Linked DNA regions of Mus musculus: region 2 is linked to region 1. Evidence: chromatin contacts called from public promoter capture Hi-C data. All regions are on one chromosome and are shown on one strand. Each heading gives the region's core, a stretch centred on a gene start, on an enhancer-like site or on the middle of the called end of the contact. The rest is flanking DNA. Distances are from core to core; before and after follow the strand shown. Region 1 holds the start of Gatad2b (GATA zinc finger domain containing 2B). Region 2 holds the start of Tpm3 (tropomyosin 3, gamma).

What was found. Capture Hi-C pulls out chosen DNA fragments and counts their contacts.
Region 2: a promoter capture Hi-C map of pancreatic islet shows a contact between it and region 1. The contact joins the promoter of Tpm3 here to the promoter of Gatad2b in region 1. A contact is called at or near these places in 3 of 484 Hi-C or Micro-C datasets (embryonic stem cells and macrophages), 5 of 115 datasets of contacts at active chromatin or transcription factors (bone marrow-derived macrophages, effector CD8 T cells, extraembryonic endoderm stem cells and 2 more) and 3 of 9 other capture datasets (adipose tissue, liver and pancreatic islet).

The regions. Positions count from the first base shown.
Region 1 is chr3:90,289,373-90,296,242 of GRCm38.p6, forward strand. It overlaps Gatad2b (GATA zinc finger domain containing 2B), which reads left to right and starts at 3,809. Exons shown (of 11, transcript NM_139304.3): 1 at 3,809-4,052.
Region 2 is chr3:90,066,652-90,074,204 of GRCm38.p6, forward strand. Tpm3 (tropomyosin 3, gamma) reads left to right here and starts at 6,000. Exons shown (of 10, transcript NM_001293748.1): 1 at 6,000-6,199; 2 at 7,069-7,194. The coding sequence starts at 6,083. 1700094D03Rik (RIKEN cDNA 1700094D03 gene) reads left to right here. Exons shown (of 4, transcript NM_028567.2): 4 at 1-1,696. It overlaps Mir190b (microRNA 190b), which reads left to right and starts at 3,369; the gene lies at 3,369-3,448.

The sequences.
Region 1 (6,870 bases), core at 2,559-5,058:
AAAGTTAGCTGGGCGTGGTGGTGCACACCTTTAAACCCAGCACTTGGAGGCAGAGGCAGGCAGATTTCTGAGTTTGAGGCCAGCCTGGTCTACAGAGTGAGTTCCAGGACAGCCAGGGCTACACAGAGAAACCCTGCCTCGAAAAACCAAAAAAAAAAAAAAAAAAAAAAAAAAAAAAAAAAAAAGTTCTTTTATTTATTTATTTTCCCAGTTCAGCCTTTTGTTTGTTTCTCAGGCCCCTCCATTTCCACCTGCACTCTTTTTCAACTGCTCAGCCAGTCTTTCAACCTTTTTGAAATAAAATATAGGAAGAAAAAAGCAGAAAATTCCACCTGGAAGCAAAGCAGGAGATAGCCCAGTGGCAGCAACTGCAATAAACTACTTGCTCGCCTTTTGTTGTTGTTGTTGTTTTGTTTTGTTTTTTTCGAGACAGGGTTTCTTTGTATAGCCCTGGCTGTCCTGGAAATCACTCTGTAGACCAGGCTGGCCTCAAACTCAGAAATCTGCCTGTCTCTGCCTCCTGAGTGCTGGGATTAAAGGCGTGGGCCACCACTGCCCAGCGAAATTTGATTTCAAATGTAGGAAAGAGCAGAGGATTATTTTTCTTTTTAAGAGGCGAGCACTGGGCAGTGGTGGCGCAAGCCTTTAATCCCAGTTTTGTCTTTGAGCATAACCATTAAAAAATTGCAACTAAACTCTTCCCCCACCCTCCGAATCACTAATAACCACCAACCTTGACTCTCAGGGCCCTTGAATTTATATATCCTTTGAAAAGTTCCCAGAATTCCAAATGTCACACAATCACAGGAATTATCTGCAGCTGGCAAAACCACAACTCTGCTAGAGCAGGAGGCAAATCATAGTCAGCTGCTGTGGGTAGTCTGCAGCAGCCCCACATCCCTACACCTGGGATTAAAACAAGGGCACATTCCTTTAATATTTGTGTTTTTTTTTTCTCCCCAAAGAAACCCAAATTCCAGAATTCTTACTACAGATGGCTCTTTAGACAGCAGAGGAACTTTGCATTGATGATGGACAAAGCTTTAGTCAAGAAGAATTTCTGGCCGGGCGGTGGTGGCGCACGTCTTTAATCCCAGCACTCACATCACAGAGTACGTGCCTGGTTGAGTGTACTGTAGGACTTCTGTAACAGTAAACCTTAGATCTACACTAGGTGCTTTATCCTTTGTTCAGTGACTCAAGAGAGTCAGCAAAAGCTGAAGATGATGGAGTTAAAATATAAACAAGCTGAATTTGGAGCTAAAATCGTGAAATCATTGGAACATTAGGAAAATTCTTATAGTTCTTGAGTGTATATATCAAATGCTATATTTTTATAAAAGTGTATTTTGTGTGTATAGATGTTTTGCCTGCATGTGTGTCTGTTTACCACTTGTGTGCCTGGTGCCTGTGGAGGAGGCCAGAAGAGGGCATCAAATCCCTGGATTACAGAAGCCACCCCATGGGTGCTACTTGGTCTTCTAGAAGGACAAGCAATGTTTTTTTTTGTTTTTTGTTTTTAACTGCTGAGCCATTGTTTCTCCAATCCTGAATACTATATTCTTGTTCTTGGCATGGCCCAGAATATTAAAGGTATGTTATTTTATAATCCAAACAATAAGCCTATGAGTTATATTCAGCACTCTCCTTGTACAGTTGGGTGAACAAGAGAATAGATTAAAAAAAAAAAAGGAATCTGTACTTGTACAACAATCATAGAACTGGTTAGGTTCAGAGCCAAGATCTAAACCTAAATACTTTAACTCAAGGTTATGTTATTTATTTATCTGGACACAATACTTGAATACAAATAGGTTTTTTGTTTGTTTAACCTTATAATACAAACTAATTGTATGGTCCAGGTCTGGTGACTCAGTATTGTAATCTCAACACTTGTGAGACTGAGGCAGGAGGATTGCCACAAGTTCAAGACGGTTTTTTTTTTTTTTCAAGACGGTTTCTCTGTGTAGCCCTGGCTGACTTGGAACTCACTCTGTAGATCAGGCTGGCCTCGAACTCAGAGATTCACCTTCCTCTGCCTCCCAAGTGTTGGGATTAAAGGCATGCACTGTCATGTCCAGCTCTCCATCATAATTAACTTTATTTATATAATTTGCAGTATTGGGTTTTGAACATGCTAACTAGTATTCTAGGACAACTCTTGTTTTTTGTTTTTTTGTTTGTGTGTTTTTTGAGACAGGGTTTCTCTGTATAGTCCTGGCTGTCCTGAACTCACTTTGTAGACCAGGCTTGCCTCAAACTCAGAAATCTGCCTGCCTCTGCCTCCCGAGTGCTGGGATTAAAGGCGTGTGCCATCTCTAGGTCAACTCTTAACAAATTAATTTTTAGGTATTTACAAACTGTGTTTTCCTTGCATGAATGTGTATGCACTGTAGGAGCCCCTGGTGCTCAGGGAAGTCAGAGGGGTGCTATGGAGCCCTTGAACTGGAATTACAGATAGGTACCTGGGTCCTCTGAGGAGCAACAAGTGCTTAACTATTGAACCATCTCTTCAGCCCCCCTTTAAAGGAATCTGAAACATCTTCATATCTAGCCTTGGCTAACCTGTGACCTCAGCATCCCAGTGGTGAAGTTACATTTGTGCACCATCATGTCAGGCTTACAATTTTATTTCCATAGTGATTTGAAAAAATGTCTTCTCTACTGTCTCTGGCACTAGTTAGATCTGACTTTTAATCATTGCTCAGTTGCTGTCTACCTTTGGCAAGTTGCTTAATCTGACCCTGTTCCTTAGTACACATGGGTTAAAATCTCAAGTCTGTCACATGTGTAACTTTGTCTTTTAATCGATACCTTATTGTCCTCATCTGTAAGATAGGATGGCCAGTACTTGCCTCACAGAGAGTAAGAATTCATTGTTCTTGTTCCCCCAAAAAGTTATTATTCTTTCAATGTGTTTATTTTTGTGATAATTAGTTCTCATTTCTAGGGCGCTCAGAAAGAATATTCATGGTGTTCTAGAAACGTAGAATGTAGGCGGGTCTAACCTCTTGGAGGAAGTAGGAGATAGCCAGGCTAGCAAAAGAACCCGGGCCTTGACTTAGCTAGTGCAATAGGGTGGGGTGGGAAGCTGTATCCTCACTGTGAACAGAAAAAGACCAGATCCCAGAGTATACACCATAAATTCAGTACATTTAGCTAATTGTTTGTTTTTTCTTTGTGCTGTTACGGTACAACCAGGAAAGGACCGGTCAGAAGTAAATTAACACACGAGTCCCAAGGCCTTGGGCAGAACGGGGCAGGCCACACCCCAGAAAGACAAGGCCAGAGCTCCTAAAGCTAGTCCTGTCCTTAAATTCATGGATTCTGTCGCGATGAAACACCACCCACCCAAACACAGAGCCCAGCGCCGTTCCCGGTCTCCATCTTTAGACGAGAAAGAATGAGAGCCTGTCAAAGGAGAATCCCGGTTTTAAGAGACTAGGTGGTACGGCGGCTGCCAGGGGACCAAAACGTCTACAAGGTAAAGCTGCAGCCTGAAGCGATTTTTTGACCCCCGACACTTAATGGGCTGTCGAAGACCCGGATGTGTCTGGGACTGGCCGAGGTACCCATTAACGCGCCCCCGCTAGACCATCCCCCTTCTCCATTTATGATTGGATTTTCTTAACGCCAATCACTACTTCTCCAGCCACCCATTCCTCAAGGGTGGGGTGAAGTCTTGGTATCCCGCTTTCAATTGGTAGGAGCAAGAAGAGGAGGGCGGGTAGCCGGCTAAGTTCCTCCAATGGCCGTCGTGGCGTGTGGTTAAGGCGGAGTCAAGGCGCTTGGCAGCTGCCCAATCAGCGTCCTTGTTTGTGTGGTGCCGCCGCCGCCGGTGCAGCCGCCGCCGCCGCTGCTGCCCCTGTCTGTACCGCAGTGTCTGCTCCGCCCGCCCGCCCTCCCCGACCCGGCCCGCCCCCTCCCCCACCCCCGCTCCCGGACCCGCCAGTGGGGTCTGGATCCCACTGTGCCGTCGCCGCCTCCTTTTTCGACGCCTTCACAGCCGCCTGAGGAAGCGACCTGGTCGGGAGTTCCGCCGCCGCTGCCAGGTGAGGAGCTCTGGCCTAGGCCAGCCTGGCCGCCAGCCCGCCAGCCCGCCAGCCCGCCCGGGGGCGGTGAGGAGCGACGGAGGGAGCGAGGCTGCGAGAAGGCGGCGGTGGGGGAGGGGAAAGGTGGAGGGCGGGGGGAGGGGAAGCGCCCGCGAGCCGACGCCCGCCCGCGCGCCCCCGCCTGGCGTCCCCTCCCCCAGCCCGGCCCGCGCGCCCCCGCCTCGCGCTCCCCTTCACCTCTTCCCCTCCCCCCCGCGCGCGCGCCCTGGTCTTTCACTTAGGCCTCGCGCGACCCGGCTGGTGTCCCTTCGTGTCTTCGCTTTTTACTCTTTCTCCCCTCCCTCGCTCCCCGTTTCCCTCGCCATCCCCCTTTTCACTCAGTACCTCATGCCCGCCATGCTCCCCTCTTCTCCGGAGCGTCCTCCTCTCCGTGTTTTTAACTCTCCGCCCCCAGTAGTGCCCTCGGGGTGCGGGGGCCGCTCCCTGCACTGAGTCCTATGTTTGACGGCGGATAGGACGAAAAGGGGATCCTTAAGGGTGGAGGAAGCACTGGATAATTATCTTTATTGGGGGGGGGGACAGGCTCAGGAGTGCAGAACCTTACCCCTTTATTTCGTCGTCCATCGTTCCCTTGCCCTCCGTAAGAAAAGGGAATTGTCTTGACTTGCGTGGGTTACTTACCTCGTGTAGCAACTAAACCACCCATTTTCTCAGCTGGGCTTCTGGGATTCGCTGGATCTGTTTCCCAGTTCACTTCTTGAGGGTTGATGGAACTAGAACTTACTCTTCCGGACCAAGTCGGGACTTAGAGTACTTTTTGCCTCCTTGGGCTCAGTTACCTGAAGGAGCTAGTTACTCCTGTGAATGAAGAGATTTAGGTGTTAATCGCTGTCCCGGACAGCTTCCCCGCTCTATAAAGGTATGGTGCCCTCTTTGAGTTCATCCCCAGCACCAGATTCACTCTAAGCATAAGATGTTCCTTCGTAAGGACTGGTCCTGAGATGGAGGTGGCGGCTTTACTGGTGGGTAGGTAGCATGTGGATGCTGAAGTTAGCAGTGTTTCCCTGTTCTCTTCTGGAGAGAACCAGTGTTCTCATCTGGTAGTTACTTGAAGGGCTTTTGTGTGTGTGCTTCAGAGGTGGGAATAATATAAATTAAATCATCTTTTAGCAAAGAGAGGCAGTGTTTTCATGCCTACCCAGCAAGATTTGAAATAGTGCTTGAAGTTGGAGTAAAAGTAGGTTTTTGATCCATGTGGATTGGAGAAGAGCTTTTGTAGTTTTTTGGAGCCGTTCCTTTTCCAGAAATTATAATTTAAATAGACAACAGATGAATGTGGCACAGATGAAAATAAGAAGAAATCTTCCCCTTCCACCTCTGTCCTCCAACCATCTTATCTTTACTACAGCCATGACTGAAGTTTTTTGGCCTCTGTATTAGTGTCTGTAAGTTGTTGATTATCCTGTTTGAGAGTTGAGTGATTTCTTTATTGCTTTTTCTTTGATACATGGGCTTACATTCTTTCTTGAAGTCTGATGACCACTTTTGATTTTTGGTGCAGGAGAAGTCTTGATAAGAATTGTCCTAGAAGGGGGCTGGAGAGATGGCTCGGGTTAAGAGTACTGACTGCTCTTCCAGAGGACTCATGTTCAATTCCAGCACCCACAAGGCTGTCTGAAACTGTCTATAATTCTAGTTTCAGGGGATCTGACACCCTGGGGATGGAGGAAGAGAGAGAGAATATTGTTTTAGAGTAGCAGCAGTTGTGTGTGTGCTTGATTGGTAAGGAGGCAACTTCTGGTGATATTAAAGACAGTGGTCTGGAGGGGTTAAGCTCATTCTGAGGGCAGGAAGATATATCTGTTGGAAATGTCATACCACAGATGCTGGGCTGGGTCACGCATAGACTTTTCCTTGGGCTTTTTAAGAAGATAAGTCTATAAATAGGCCATGGTGAGTATTTGTCCGGTATGATTGATAGATTTTTCAGTCTGGGGGCAGTGATTTGGAAGAGGTAGGTATTAACAGAAGGCTGGACCTGTAGGTTGAATGACTAGAGAAGAGATGAGGTTTATATAGATTTTTACGCTACCTATTCTTTGTTGTTGTTTTGTTTTGTTTTTTGTTTGTTTTTTTCGAGACAGGGTTTCTCTGTGTGGCCCTGGCTGTCCTGGAACTCACTCTGTAGACCAGGCTGGCCTCAAACTCAGAAATCCGCCTGCCTCTGCCTCCCAAGCACTGGGATTAAAGGCGTGTGCCACCACGCCCGGCTAAACTGCCTATTCTTTAGTTGAGAATATTTTTAATGAGGTGAGAGTGATTTGTGCTTGACATCAGTATCCATCTTTATGGCACCGTAGTTTGCTTCCCCTAATTATGTCATGTCTGTTAACTTCCTGTTTAGATGCAGTCTCAACAGGGTTTGAATAGAAGCTACATTAAATACTTGTCTAGAAACAAAATTATCTTGGTTCCCTGATCAGCCCTTCAAATATAAATCCTGGCAATAACTTAGACTGTGTTTAGCATAGGGGAACAGGGTGCAGAGAGATGTGTGGAATTTTTTTTCTAACCCTCATAAGTCTATAGTACTTTCTAGAGTTTGTGTTTTCTAGAGTCATGATTGTAATCCCAACACTTGGGAAATTGAAGGAGGATTCTTTGAATTTGAAGCAGCATAGACTACATAGTGAGTTCAAGATGGCTAGAGCTACTGAATTAAGACACATTCTCAAAACAACCCTAAACAAAAAAGCTGGCATAGGCCTTTCATCCTCAGCTGGGAATCAGGAGTTCAAGGTCATCTTCTGTTTTATAT
Region 2 (7,553 bases), core at 4,750-7,249, 220 kb before region 1:
TGCTGCTGTTCAGGCATGTGTGCCAAGGGATCTTTTCCTACCCTCAGTTTTGTGTGGCTGTCTCCACTGCAAAGTTCACATTCTCGTCCTTTTTCCTTCCAGCCTGTCTCTAGCCTGCATCCCTTACTAAAGCCTGTAATTTTCATTAGCTGTCGGGAGCTACTACTTCTTGTCCCTCCATATCCCACCCATGGAAAGCACAAGCTTTAGGGTCAGGTATAAGTTCACAGTATCAGAACATCGTTCCTCTTCTGGAAATGACAGACTCTCCTAGGATTTTCCTCGGGATTAAATAGGTAGAGAGCACAAGCCCAGTGATTGACCTAAAATACCCTCATTATATTTCTCTGTAACCCAGGGCCCTTTTCTGTGGTCCTGCAGTTAACGCACATCCAGTTAAATGTCATCTTTCTTCTTTTGATCACATTCCTTCCTCTTTGCCTTCAATGCCACTGCTTCCTAATCCCTTGTCATTCGTAGCTGGTCATGGATACTTTCATTAAATGAGTTGGAGCTACAGGCTGGTGGGGAAAGCAGGCTTTGAACAGGAGTTACAAGTGTAGCATGTGTTTTGTAGATGAAGCCACAAAATGCCACCTGGATTTTGATTGACAAGACTGACTGAATCCTTCTGTCTGTCCCTGCCCTGTGTTAGTCTGGTCTGTACCCTCTTAGCCTCTTTAATCTTCCTTCTGTCTCCTGGACCACCTGCTGATTACCAGATAGTATGGCCTAGAGTTAATAGAATGGACAGATCTGGTTTTCAGGGTTGGCCTTTTCGCTTAGTTTGGTCTAGTCCAATTTTTAATCTGAGAAGCGGGTAACTGGGGAAACGGCTCAGTGATTGGGAGCACTAGCTACTCTTGCAAAGAACCCAGATTCAATTCCTAACATCTATATGGTTACTCAACAGTTCCAGAGTATCCCTTTCCCGGCCTTGGCAGGGACCAGGCAAACGCATGGTACACAGACATGCAGATAAAACACCCATGCATATAAAACATTTTTAAATAATTTTAAGTCTGAGTTTTGGTTGCTAATTTATGAAATGAAAACAATTCCAACCTTACTGGGTTACTGTGGGAATTAAATAAGACACCTAGAAGAAATCACACATAATAAGTAATACAAACAGGAAGCCATAATGCTGTCTTCCTACTCCATGGTACTTTCTTCCCTAATTTCTACTCCCACTACACTTTATAACCAACCTCTTCAGTTCTCTCTTCCTTTGTTCATTTAGACTCACTGGATGCCCCATCCTGTCTGCCTGGATCTCTGACCTTGGCCTGTTGCCTCAGGGCTCATCAGTGCCAGGCCGACTCCTTTATTGGCAGGTTGGCTCACTACAGCGCTCATCTTCCCTGACCCTCCCTGCCAATACTGTGTGCACTCATCACATCGCTCAATTGTACCCCACCAGTCCATGCTGCTGCTGGAGCTGATGTCACACCCTGGCCTTGTGACTTGGGACTTAAACCTATTTGAAATAGCTGCCTAAAAACCACTGGCAGAGCTCTGTGAGATGGTGCAGTGGATAAAGACACTTCCTACTAGGCCCGATGACCTGAGTTAATCAACCCTCATAAAGGAGAGAACAGATTCCTGGAAATTGTCCTCTGACCTTCACATGGGCACCATGACACAACCACACAAAATATGAAAGTGTAATAAAAATAAAAGGAAAGATAAAGTACTTTCGTTGGTGTGGTGTTTCTTCTTAACTGCGCCACCCAGTCTTCCTAGAGAGCCGCACCTCCCACACCAATATGCCCAACCTTTCTCTGTTCCTATAGTACCCTAAACTTCAATTCTGTTTGGGTTTGTTTTTGAGTCAAGTTTTCTCTATGTAGTCATGGTTGTCCTAGAACTCACTATGTAGACCAGGCTGGCCTCAAACTCCAGAGCTGCTCTTGCCTCTGCCTTCCAAGTACTGCAGTTAAAGGTGTCTGCTACCCTCATTTGGGGAGTCTTCCATTCTTTCTAGTCTCCTTCCAGCCTCTCTTCCTCCTTTCTGTTTCCCATTATGGCCAAGGCTCTCAGGAGGGAAAAATAGAACTTGAGAGATGAGGGGTAACATCAGTAAGTGGAGGGCAAGAATATAAATATTTCATACACACACTCAGACTTTGGGAACTACAAAAGAGAAAAGACAAAATACCACAAGCACCTAACTTGGGGCTTAGTCACATTTATTAGTCTTTCCCTGGGAGGCAAGTGCCACATCCAATTAATTGGAATTGATTGGTTGTTGGGACATGTTATTGATCTAAGACAAAGTCACTGTGAAGTTGTGTGGGGGAGGGAGATGTCAGAATTAATGGGAGCAAGGACACATGGAACATGCCTGAGGACTGATAAAGAGTGTTTTCCCAGCCCCCGTGCAGCTATAACTTGGGCTCCTTTTTGCCACAGTGAGTGAAGCATCAGCCAAATGGCACTCAACAGACCCAATTCTCTCCAAGAGGGGGAAAAATAACCAGGTTGAATCCCTATGAAGGAAGAGCCTTGGAGAAGGCAGCCCCGGACCTCTGGTGACAGAAAGCTGTAGAAAGGAATGGGAGTCCTGAGGGTTGCAGGCTGCCTCCTGACAGAAGCAGTTCCCTCTTGCTCTTGATCTAAAAGCCTTAGTTTCAATTCAGCCAGGAAGGAGAAGCTGGGAGTCTGCTAGTCTGGAGCCCAGACTGAAGCCTGTGAGTGCAATAGCTTTTCTGTTCTGGACACCCAATGGTACCTTGAAGGAGGATGCCTTAAGGTCATGAGGAGGAAACAAGGACCCAGATGGTACAAGCACCAGCCCCACATTGCAAACATTTTCTGGAACTCCTGTTGACTTGAAGCTATGAAGTTGGAGTCCATTGAGAAGACTGAGCAGTCTCACAGGAGAAAAGAAATCTGGGAACGTTAGAAGTTTGGTTGGAAAGGAGAAAGTAGAGGAGATGCAAACCCCTAACCTTACCCCCCGGAAAGCCCTGGGCAGCTGAGGTGGCATCGAAAGGCAGGTGGCAAAGCTTCTGAGGCGCTGCTGACATGGTGATCCTCTGGAAGCTGGTGCTGTCACACAACAGGGAGGAGAAGAGTTGTGTGGGAGCTTCGGGAAACGGTAGGTGCCCGGATATGAAGCCCTGCCCAGTGTTCTTGAATTACAAAAACATGATCCAGCACACACTGAACACAGTAGAAGAGGGGTTGTGGTGGGGACGGCATGAAGGACAGATAACCAAGACCATATTTGGGGAGTGAAAGACCACAAGGGTCAGTGCCCTTGAAGATGGGTTTCCTCCTGTACATGGTGAGGCTCTGGTTCGTCTCCCTGACCTTTCTTCACAGAGAGGGGAGGGGCCGATGACGACCAGAGTTTGCCTGCCTGCTTCTGTGTGATATGTTTGATATTGGGTTGTTAAATTATGAACCAACTGAATGTCAAGCATACTCTCACAGCAGTAAGGAGACTTGGCACCACCTCCTTGGCTCCGTCAGCCCCTGGGGCTCTGAGACTCTTGTCTGCCTGACTTTCTGGTTTGTTTTCAAGACAGGGTTTTCCTACATAGCCCTGGTGGTCCTGGAGCTCACTATGTAGACAAGGCTGGCTTCAAACTCACAGAAGTCCTCCTGCCTCTGCCTCTGCCGCCTGAGCACTGGGACTAAAGGCACATGCCACCATACCCAGTGCTTGTTTTTTTTTGTTCCTTTTTTGTTTTTTTGTAAAATGTTGGTGATGGGACCCAACACCTCATATTCACTAAGCAAATACTCTACCACTGAGCTATAGACCCAGGTTATTACATTATTTTTTATTTTATATATATATATGTATATGTATATATATATATTTGCTGTCTTCAGACATACCAGAAGAGGGCATCAGATCCCACTACAGAGGATTGTGAGCCACCATGTGGTTGCAGGAATTGAACTCAGGACCGCTGGAAGAGAGCAGTCAGTGCTTTTAACCGCTCAGCCATCTCTCCAGCCCTATGATTTTTTAAAAAGATTTATTTATTTATTTATTTATTTATTTATTTATTTATTTATTTATATGTGAGTACACTGTAGCTGTCTTCAGACACTCCAAAAGAGAGCATCAGATCTCGTTACAGATGGTTGTGAGCCACCCTGTGGTTGTGGGATTTGAACTCAGGACCTTCAGAAGAGCAGTCGGTGCTCTTACCTGCTAAGCCATCTCACCAGCCCCATGATTTGTTTGTTTGTTGTTTTGTTTTTCTAGACAGGGTTTCTCTGTATAGTCCTGGCTGTCTTGGAACTCACTTTGTAGACCAGGCTGGTCTCGAACTCAGAAATCTGCCTGCCTCTGCTTCCCAAGTACTGGGATTAAAGGCATGCACCACCACTGCCCGGCTAAAAGTATCAGTTCTTTGTTGTTGTTGTTGTTGTTGTTGTTTGTTTGTTTTTTGTTTTTCAAGACAAGGTTTCTCTGTGTAGCCCTGGCTGTCCTGGAACTCACTCTGTAGACCAGGCTGGCCTCGAACTCAGAAATCCACCTGCCTCTGCCTCCCAAGTGCTGGGATTAAAGGCATGCACCACCGTGCCTGGCGATTCTTTTTCTAACTAAATTTCTCTCCACAACTCTCCTAAAAGAGATGTATATAGAGCCCATGTTAACCCGGAAGGCTCATGTGGAAGTGGGAGAGAGCTGAAATTTGAGGAGCAACTCTTCATATATCTTGCCCCCTATGGTAGAAAGGATGTATCTCTCCTCCTTGTCTTCTGCTCTTGTCTTTTTCTCCTCTCTATTGCCCTCTTCTCTATCAACCCATACATGTCCTTTCTCTGGTTCTCTCTTGTCCCCTTTTCCTGACTGGCCTCTCAATTGGGGGTGCTTGTTTTCTTTGCTTTCTTCCAACAGTTAGCTGGAAGTCTCTCCTCCCAGTCTGTTAGTATCAGTCTGTTCTTAACAGGGAGGCTCTCGAGAGGGAGCCGGCTCTGCCCCTGCCCCCACCCTGATGCTTGACTCCGGTCCCACACTGCTGTGGTTTAGCCTCAACACTAACTATCCTTGACATTATGAATTAATTAGAACCACTTCTACTTGCTCTGCTAGCTCCAGTCCGGTCACCTTGAACAGTGTCCACTCCTCTGGCATAGATGGGTATATGGCAACTGTGTATGGGATCAATTGCCACCTGTCAATAGCAAGATTCCAAGTGGAATTATGAGCATAGCTGGCACTACACTGGGGGAAGTAGAGCTGGTGGACACTATAATGGCATGGTGGACAGCGGGCTGGGGAGGGGGCCACAGAGGGAGCAGTTGAAGAGGAGTAGAGGAAAGCGACAGTCTTCAGTATGTCAGACCTTCTATTTTAAGGTCGCTATGAGAAAACGTGATCCTGTTCTGTGACCTCCTTGTTTCTCATCCCACTTGACACCCTGAGATACCCTTTCAGATCCCAGGCCTTCAACTTTATCCTATGGCCTTTACAGACTAATGTCTCCTTGCCTATTAGAGAATCCCAAAATAGCCCAGCAATCCCAACTGTCAATCTGGGGGAATTGTCAACGATCATGAGTGACCTCCCATCGTCACTGTTGACCACGCTCCTTAGATACCAGGAATCCAAAGACCAAACCAGTAGAGTTTGGTCCATATCCAATATAGTCCAAGGGGAGAATGAGAGATCTGAAGGCTACTAGGACCCCTCTGGTGGCGAGAACTGCTAAAGTACCCTTCTGTGCTTCAGTGTTCCCCCCTCTTCTGTTCCTCTACTTTTGAGGGACCCACAGAGCTGCCAAGAACGAGTGGAAAGTTTCAAGGTCAGGGAGAACCTCCCCCACCCCCACTTTCCATTGTCTAAAATCAGCCTCAGCTGTTCCTCAATTTTTTTTTTCTTGCTGGTGATGTCAGTCTATCAATGTGTCTGACCCTGTGTTCCCCCAGGGGAACAGTGAAGGGATGGGAGGGAGCTAGAAAGACCATGTTAGGAAGAAGAGGTGGAGCCGCAAGCACAGATAAAGGTTCAAACCTGGGGAACTTTGAGTGACCCGGGTGGCAGCCCTTCCTCTCTGGCCCCAGCCTCCAGTTCTCCAGTGTTCACAGGTGAGCCCACCAACGGTCACAGCTCATGATGGAGGCCATCAAGAAAAAGATGCAGATGCTGAAGTTAGACAAAGAGAATGTTCTGGACCGAGCTGAGCAAGCTGAAGCTGAGCAGAAACAGGCAGAAGAAAGAAGCAAGCAGGTAGGTGCTGGTATGGACCTTTCCCACTTGCTGGTTGCAAGACAGAGATGGTCCAGGCAATGGTGGCACACACCCCTGTAATCCCAGCACTCAGGAGGCTGAGTTTCAAGGCAGCCAGAGGGGCAGGGGGTTCATGGGAGAGGCAGTGACCACTGGGCCAGCTTCTTTTTTGGGTGGGAGGAATGCCCCAGTCTCAATGAAGCCCCTCCCCCTGAACATCTAGGGCAGCAGTTCTCAACCTGAGAGTTGAGACCCCTTTGGGTCATTAACCCTTTCACAGGGGTTGCCTAAGACCATCAGAAAACACAGATACTTACATTATGATTTAAACAGTAGCAAAATTAACAGTTATGAAATAGCAATGAAAATAATTTTATGCGTGGGGGTCTCCACCACATGAGGAACTGTATGAAAAGGTCTCAGCACTAGAAAGGCTGAGCACCATTGCTTTAGGGTAGCCCCTTTGCACTGTCATGTGACCTTGAGAAAGCCGGTGGCCTCTTCCTAGCCACAGTGTGCCTGCAGGACTTAAGTAGAAGTAGACCACATTTTGAAGAATGTCTTACTTCTAAAGCAAAGGGTAAGGAATGATCCAACTCTCTCTGTCTCTCTGTCTCTCTCTGTAACATCACAGAAATAAGCTTCCCCACTAGATGTTTATCATTCAACAGTCTTGCATTAAAGCACCAGATGACTTGGTCACCTTGGGGCCAGACATTATAGGGTCTGAGGTGAAGCCATAGCCTGATGCCTGGAGCATGGCTGAAGAAGTGTGTCTCTCCTGGGGCTGGGCTCAGTGCTCTTTGGAGTCCAAGTATACACTGTTGTGTTTATGTCTTTGTGTGTTACTCTCTGGGCTCTGGCTCCAGCTAGAGGATGAACTAGCAACCATGCAGAAGAAGCTGAAAGGGACAGAGGATGAGCTGGACAAGTATTCGGAAGCTTTAAAGGATGCTCAGGAGAAGCTGGAGCTAGCAGAGAAGAAGGCAGCCGACGTGAGTATTGGGGGATGGCTTATTTGCCTTCTTACCCATAGACTGTGGGGACATATGCCAACATAATACTCTTGCACATGACAATGCGCTGGCATGCTCTTCTGTTGGGGTATACTTTCTTACTCAAAGACATGTTGAGATTGAGGGCATAGTTCAGTGGCAGCATGCTTTCCTAACGTGCATGGATCCCTGGGTTCTACACTAGCACACATGCACGAGAGAGAGAGAGAGAGAGAGAGAGAGAGAGAGAGAGAGATCTCATTTCTGCACTATTCAACCTCCTTCGCAGTAATCTAATGACCTTTTCCAGAACCTGGACAAAGGAGGGGCCTCCACATCCAGATGCATGCTCTCAGGTA